Linked DNA regions of Gossypium hirsutum: region 1 is linked to region 2. A link is a contact called in public Hi-C data. All regions are on one chromosome and are shown on one strand. The core of a region is the stretch at or near the end of the contact, and the rest is flanking DNA. Distances in the headings are between cores, read along the strand shown.

What was found. A called contact is a pair of places that touch in the nucleus more often than the background predicts.
Region 1: a contact with region 2 is called in a Hi-C map of leaf, with 1.9 times the contacts expected there. The contact joins the promoter of LOC107950574 here to the promoter of LOC107950578 in region 2. A contact is called at or near these places in 4 of 34 Hi-C or Micro-C datasets (callus and leaf).

Annotation. Positions count from the first base shown.
Region 1 is chrD03:7,899,289-7,903,441 of Gossypium_hirsutum_v2.1, reverse strand. It overlaps LOC107950574, which reads right to left and starts at 1,567. Exons shown (of 7, transcript XM_041089711.1): 1 at 1,253-1,567; 2 at 935-1,153; 3 at 669-835. The coding sequence starts at 1,372.
Region 2 is chrD03:7,675,714-7,679,907 of Gossypium_hirsutum_v2.1, reverse strand. LOC107950578 (pentatricopeptide repeat-containing protein At3g18110, chloroplastic) reads left to right here and starts at 2,888. Exons shown (of 4, transcript XM_016885457.2): 1 at 2,888-4,194. The coding sequence starts at 3,007.

The DNA of each region.
Region 1 (4,153 bases), core at 318-2,817, 220 kb before region 2:
GAATAGGCTGAGCTAAGCTATGAGTTCAACCAGAAGTCATTTTTATTGGCAATCTTTACTGGACTTCTTCATTTAAGAGAATAATAAAAATAGACATAGTAGCAGTATAGCAGCTATGCCAACATGTCAGTGTCTCCTTTCTCAAAGTGAATTGGTATCCATATTCTTCAAGGAAAAAAAGAAAAACAACATCCTAGTGGAGGTTTAGCTGCAATATTTCCATTAGGAAAAGGAAAGAAAAAGAACAGAAGAAAAGGACCCTTGTTTATCATAACCCACTGGTAAGCTCCCTCATTTTAGTGAATGGCCAAAATTCGAAGGTGCAAAAGGAGATCATATACTACTATATCTTGATTTGCTTCACTACACACTATAGCACGTTTTCTTGGCATGAAGCCTAATCCATTCATGGATTATTCCATAAGGGACAATCATATTCAATAAATGTGTTTGTATTTAAATCTATATAGTGATAAACAACCTTTTATTGACTAAAATTTGTGACTTTATAACCCACAACAAAGAAGAAATTTTACCGTCTTCTTTGTTATTCCTTGAATTTATATCAAACTATCAACAAAAGGTTCCTCCTTTCTACCTATTCACTGAAATTATCCAACTAAATTTAGATAAAGGATAAGAAGTGAAATTTAGATAAGAAAGCAAACCTGCTAACAACAAAGTATACAGAATCGGGCTTTGCCTGTATGGCAGTTTTAGTGAACCCAAGCTTATCTGCAGGCCAAAGTTCATCCCCAAAGAAACTGCTAGTGTAAAGTACCTGATCCCCTGCCTTAAGCCCTGCTTTTGCTGCATTCCCACCCCCATCAACAGCCTATAGTTGTATCCATCCATTTAAAAAACCACATTGAATTGGAAAGAGAAAAGGCCAAAATACTGTCACATCAATGATGGAAGGAACATCAAAACTTACAGTGATAACTACACCACCTCCTTGCTTCTGACCTAATGTCAAACCCAAAGGCTTGTCAACCTCAACCTCTATAGTTTTTGAAGCACCGGCAGTTCTTGCAGTAATCTCAAGTCCTCTTCGTGCATGACTGGAACAGACACTGCTCTTTTTCTCAGCTATGAAGAAATCTGAGACACCCCTTTTGGCCTCTTGAAGAGACAAGCCTTGGAGTGCGGTTTTCTGTACATGCATGGGACAAAATGAGAGGTTTGAGTTAATTGGGTACTGAAGTGAAAGCAGTTTGAGAGAGGATTCAGATGACATAACAAACAGTCATACCTGTGAAGTATTGAATGCCTTGGGAGAAGGGGTCGACGTAGTTTTGTTGGAGCAGTTCTTCCTGCTGGTGAAGGCGGCAGAACAAGAAGAAGAGGCACCTGCAATCACAGCTGATGACATGGTTGAACAATTGGCAGTGGAAGAGAAAACAGGAAAAGAAAAGGATTTGAGAGGTTTAGTTATGGGTTGAGTTGAGTGAGATGGCGTGGCTGCTTTGGTGTTGTTCAAGTTGTGCGGATACGAAAGGAGGGTATGACCAGATAAAGCAGGTATATGCTGACAGCCACACGCCCTTGCTAGGCCACTCCTATCAATTCCACAAATCACTATTTATTTATTTTTATTTTAAAGTATGGACAAGTTACATTTTCTTTTTAAAATATAGTTATATATAATTAATACTTTTCCAACTTTAAGTAATATTGATTTTTGAAAAGAAAAATCGGTTTGCTGTTATGTTCCAATTGATTGTCTCAAACATTATTTACAAAATAATTGTAGCTGCAAATAGTAGGAAATTACAAAACCAAAAGAGATGCCTCAAAAGAGCATTCAACTAGCCTATTTAAGGAAAAAGATTATATGAAACTGTGATTCCACATTGTCCTTATCATTTTCTAATAATAGAATGATAAATTAGATTTTTACTCTTGATTTTTAGCATTTATTAGAAAATCAAAAAGAAAAATATGATTTATTATTCTCTTATTAGAAAAGGATAAGGATGACGTGAAATCACAGTTTCATACAATTCATTCTCACCTATTTATTGTCTAGAGTCAATAAGCATTTGCACAAGATAAAACATGGTTTAAATTAAATCCTTTATCTAGAATTTAAATTTCGATTGCTAACATTCAGTTCCAAGCAAATTTAAAAACAATTTTAGCACTATGTAAAACTAATTCAAAAACAGTTAAGGATAAAGTTTGCTGTCAATAAACTACTCTTCCTTCTCCCGTCAAATATAATAAAAACAATTTCAGCTCAAACAAAAAATTATTTGTCCATAGGAAACCAACAAAAATTAAACAAGTCACAAATGCGAACAAAACACACTGCATTTCAACTGTCCAAATTTGTCCCTAGTGATGTTCAAACAATTCATGCAACAACTAAACTAAAGGCAGTTAATGTTAGAAAAAATATAGTTCGAAAACGGTTTCTTATATAGCGAAAAATAAAAATTTTAAAAACTCAGTTAATTTGTGATATTTATAGCAATAGACCCTTTATCGAAATTGCACATGTGTTTTTTACTAGATAGATCCTTGTCTTTCCTGACTTTCAATCGAATGACCTTCTCCGCTATTCTTATACCACGAACTATTTTGAGTGTAGGCTTGAACGATTCAAATTAAATATAGTACCAAAAATATTTACTTTCAATGTGAAAGTAAAATCTCTTCTAAATAGAAACCAACAAAATTGTTATTCCGGAAAATAGATTTAATATTTAGAAAATAAACTCTCACTATTTTCATGCAAAATAACAATATCTTAAAGTTGTGCAATTAGCCCTATTGGTACCATCTACTTATAGGGAGAAGAAGTAAAACTCTTGTTGAATTGTAGAAGTCTATTTCAAATAGAAAAATGAACTCCAAGTCTAACTAGAAGTATAGGGGGTGACAATCCTAATTAATAATACCTGGGTTTGTCGTCCGACCCTTGAACATGAGGGGCTTTTGGGCCTTTTTCATATCGGGTCCAATTACAAGTACTTATTGAATTTTTAACCCAGTACTTCATAATTCGATCCAACCCAATATTTATTTTTCTATTTCCCAAAATAAACATCTAAAATTAAATTAATTTTTCAATAAAATATTTTTCTCAACCCAATCCTAATTCCGTTAAAATCATGAAGACCTTATCGTAAAAGAATCTATGAGAAAATATATTTAATATTTCTACATTTAATGGGTCCACTATGACCAAATGATTTATTTCCATTTTCGAACTTCATTTAATTTGAAAACCATAATTCATTTCCAGGTCATTATCATTTTGGAGAAAACCACATTCATTTCCAAATATTTCTCATGTTTCCATTTTCACCATTTTTTTTTCATTTCTGTTAATTTGATTCAGCATACAATTCATTTATGGTTTCAATGAGCTAACAAAGGGACTGATTGGACATATGTAATTAGGGCTCAAATATTTTATAATTAAGTTCTAGCTTTTCATTTATTAATTATAAACTCATTTAGTCATGAAGTTCTTCCACTAGAGTATAGTGATTGAGCTCTCCCCAACGACACACTATTACAAAAGCAACTCAATCAGTGCTTGTCCAATGACCTTGTCATAAGTGTGTTACCCTCATAGGATATACTTAATCTCTTTGGGATAAATCAGTTCTTCCAATATGATTCTATTTTATCTCATGGTAACCATTACATTTTCTTTCATGAAAAGTTAATTACTATCAAATAGTAATCAAATCATTCATCACAAAGATGAACGAATCATCCCCACTTTTACTTTTCATTAATCATGTAATGCTAATGAGAGGATATCATTTACCCATGTTGTTAGAGTTGAGTGACTCGAATCCTTATTAAAATAAAATACAATGGTAAAATAAAATAAAAGTAAAATCCATATAGAACTACACTTTATCTATTTGAAATTGATTAGAATAAGGTTTTACAACCTTTAAGTAGATGCAGTTAAATCTCCTCTTGTATCATTCGAATTTCAACATTAGTTAATTTTCTTCTCCTCTACCTGTGGTTTTTTCCCAAAAGGGTTTCCACGTAAGATCTGTGTGTTCTTATTTTTTTTCTTTCCTTTTGCTTTGCGATTGTTCTATATTACCATTATCTACGTTCAGTTTTACAAACTAGTATTAGAGCTTCTTAGGTTGCTTGTCTCGATCATGATAATAACGAC
Region 2 (4,194 bases), core at 1,639-4,138:
AGTTACATCAAACCCCTAAAGTTTTATTTATAAGAGTGTTGGCAGTCCAAATTAGGTCTTTGATTCATCCTAGGTCTTCGTATAAAGTTGACTGTGTGGAGGAAAATAGCCGCGTAATGCTTAGGTACCACGTCGGGTCTATGTTATACCCTGCAAGGCCTATGGTGTGACACGATAGTGATTTGTAGGCTTCTTTGGTTATTGTCTTACTTTAGCGGCTCAAACAGCGTGTGCATCACTTGTCCCACGTTCCTACGTCCATTGGGCCTATAATCCATCATCATACACACTCAATTACACCAATTAGAACTACCTAAGGCCTGTGTCGACCTAATAGGTCACAAACATCCACAAATGTGTTAAAACACTTATTTTACTAATATTTAATACTAACCACTAAATATCGAAAATGTAATAATGAATACTAAAAGTGCTAGAAAACAAGCTCTTTAAGTGCGGAAATAGACTGAAATTACTACTACATTTGACGTCAGGTCAGTTCTAAGTTTATAACTGAGTCTTATAAGTTAAATTGAGTTATTACGGGAGCAGAAATGAGATTGTAATGGATCTCAATGAAATTATGATCGGAATTCATGATGATAAGGTTGTTTAGAATATTAAAAGCTTACTTATTATAATGAAAATTTAGTAGCTTGTAAAAAGTAGGATAAAAGAGTTATAACTCGGATTGAGATGAATTTAGTAGCTAATGGACATAATAATGGTTTGTCTTTTAGAATTTAAAACATGATTCATATGCTAACTAGTATTGACTGATAGTACGCATAAGAAAAAGAGGTTGAGATAGGGATATGATGGTTAAAAGTTGGATAAATAAAATATATATTAGCATAAATGATGTATGATGTTTTGAATTATTTATGTGTTATTGAAATGAGGATTGAGTCAAAAGTATTGTAATCTAATAATTAAGTCTGGAAATGAATATTATGATGAAATGTTATGGTAAGCAAAGTATAACGGAATTGAGTGACAGACTAATAAATGTGTATTTGATAGAAGAATAGTAAAAAGGTGAAAGCTTATGAATAAAAATTGAAATAAATCAATAAAATAGTAACCCGTAGAAGTGAAAATGTGATTTATATTTAAAATGGTACTAAGTTTAGACTCGAGAAGTTGTTGTATAATGGAGTTGTATGTAATCTGTAACCGAGTCAAATAGAATGAGCATTTTGCTTATTATATGCTTATGCCTATTTTTGACTTACTAATATTATGTTTTAATTGTTTATCATGTAATGTCACCATCGAATGGCTAATGAAATCATATATTTTTTTATTTTAGATTTTGTTGTTGTTGTTTATTACCATAACACGTTTCGTAATGACCATAAATGTATTAAAAAAATCATAAATGCCTTCGAGCATAAGGTGTAACACCGCTTATTTAAAATCACTGACAGTCTAACTAACGGATTTTACATATAACCTCAAGTAATAGGGTATCAATACCATCCTCAAATGTGCCAATACCCCAAGCCTAGTTTCGAAGATTAGCACGTTTATAAGTAGGCAAGCTGAGGTTTATAATTAGCATTTATAAATCTAATGTTTAATAGTAATTAGGATTGTTTTGATCGAATATAGGTATTGTATAGTCAATAGGATTATTAGAGATGCCTCTGAGCATCAATGATAGCATTGTTTGATTGATATCGTGGCCAATCCAAATTAGAGGTATTACAATCATATTTACATCCTTTTAGTTTATTGTGAATAACATTTAATGATTTAAATTAGTAGTACAAACCTGTAAATGGCTTTTTAACTTCATCATTTGTAAGCCCATCAACCTTCATCAGCTCCCTAAATTTCTTAGGCATTGCAACTGCAAAACAAATTCCAATTCCATCAAAAAAGAAATTGAAATAAATTGCAATGGAAAAACAATTCGATATGTGAACCACCGAGTTGCTCAAAAGCTTGCAAGAAGTACCTATGCAACTCTGATGATCAACACTACCTTTGCTTTTTTTGAGGCTGCCATTTCTCTCTCTTTTCTTTATTCGCATTTCTATTGTCGCCTGCTATGCCTTTGCTCTCAAATTTTTTTTCTTTATATGTAACAGGAATTAATTATGTACTAGATTATTCGTTTAAATTTGAAAGTCTATCTCAAATGTTGGAGGGTTTAAATAAAAATATAAACTCGAAAAATAAGTTTTGACAAAAAATAATATCCATTTTCTAAATTAACTGAGCCTCGGGTAGGATTTTTTGGCTTGGCCCAAACCAAATAAGTTATTTTGCTGTTGTTTTGCTACTATTTCGCTATTATATTGCTACTATTTTATTGTTATTGTTTAGATATTATATAACTCTTGTTTTATTGTTAATTTTACTATTAATTTAGAGACATTTACTTGCTAAGTTGCAACTATCTTAATATTATTTAAGTATAAAGATTTTTTTACGTATTTTTAATTTGTTAAAAAATATTTATTTTAATATTTTAAATGTATTTAATGTATTATATTTTAAAGTCACATCTTACAATTAAAGGAAAAAAAACCTCGAGTTTATTAAATCTTTTCATTTTCTTTCTTGTTCTGAGATTCAAAATGAAAAGTCAGAAACTAAAATGAAAAAAAAATCTCTTTGGAGAGTGGATTCCACAACTAAATTGACCTAAGCTAATTAGGTTTCCTTTTATCATCAATAACATTTTCTTTTATTAGGACACATCAATAAACTTTTTAAGTGACCAAAATAGGAGCATCTTCAAACTTAGTGACCAAAGTAGTAATTTTATGAAATTCTGTAGGCTTGGAAGTCAGATGGGCCAATTAAACCCAAACCAAGTTGGACCCAACTTTTAGGGAAACAGAAACATCTATTCGACTAGCAACTCCCAACTCCAGAATAAACATCCGCTCCGCACCCCGCCAAAAGCAATGGGGGAGAAATATCTTTTATCTTGTTTTCTTCCGCAGCACTCGACTTGAACTTTGAGAAGGCTAGAGGACATTGGCCTTGGCCATGGCCATGTCTTGCAATGGAGGACTTGTTGTAACCTTTGCCTCTCCTACTTCAAAGGTATGCATGAACACCTCTATCTCTTACTCTTCTTCCCACCTCTCAAGTCCTTCACCAAATGAACACTCAAATGACAGCACTAGTAATAACAGCACATTTAGCTATAGCAGAGCCTCCCCATCTGAGAGATGGCCTCACCTTCAAATTCAACTAGCTGAAACTTACCCTTTAAGTCAAACCCATTTTTCACCTACCTCTCCTCAACTTACCCATGTTGTTAAGGAAGCTGAATTGTCTTTGGAGTCCTCAAAGTCTGAAACTTTGGAAGTGAGCGATGAGACCCAGGAGAAATTGGGGAGAATAAGTAAGACTAGAGTTAAGAAAATGAGTAAACTGGCATTGAAAAGGGCCAAAGATTGGAGAGAAAGAGTGAAGTTTTTGACAGACAGGATTTTGGGGTTGGAACAAGACCAGTTTGTTGCTGATGTTTTGGATGATAGGAAAGTTCAGATGACACCAACCGATTTTTGCTTCCTAGTGAAATATGTTGGTCAGGAGAACTGGCAACGTGCCCTGGAAGTTTATGAGTGGTTAAATTTGAAGAACTGGTATTCCCCTAATGCCAGGATGCTTGCTACTATCTTGGCTGTGCTGGGGAAGGCCAATCAGGAGATTTTAGCTGTTGAAATCTTTACCAGGGCTGAGCCTGCTGTTGGAAATACCGTCCAGGTTTATAATGCCATGATGGGTGTTTATGCACGAAATGGAAGGTTTCAGAAAGTGCAGGAACTGCTTGATTTAATGCGTAAGAGAGGGTGTGAGCCTGACCTCGTGAGTTTCAATACTTTAATAAATGCCAGATTGAAAGCAGGAGCTATGGTGCCTGATTTAGCTATCAAGCTTTTGAATGAGGTCAGGAGGTCTGGTCTTAGGCCAGATATAATAACTTATAATACTCTTATTAGTGCTTGTTCTAGGGAATCAAACTTGGAGGAGACAATGAAGGTTTTTGACGATATGGACAGCCATAATTGTCAACCTGATTTATGGACTTACAATGCTATGATTTCTGTGTATGGGAGATGTGGGATGGCATATAAAGCTGAGCAGCTGTTTAGGGATTTAGAGTCTAAAGGGTTTTTCCCGGATGCAGTCACATATAATTCATTGTTATATGCTTTTGCAAGAGAA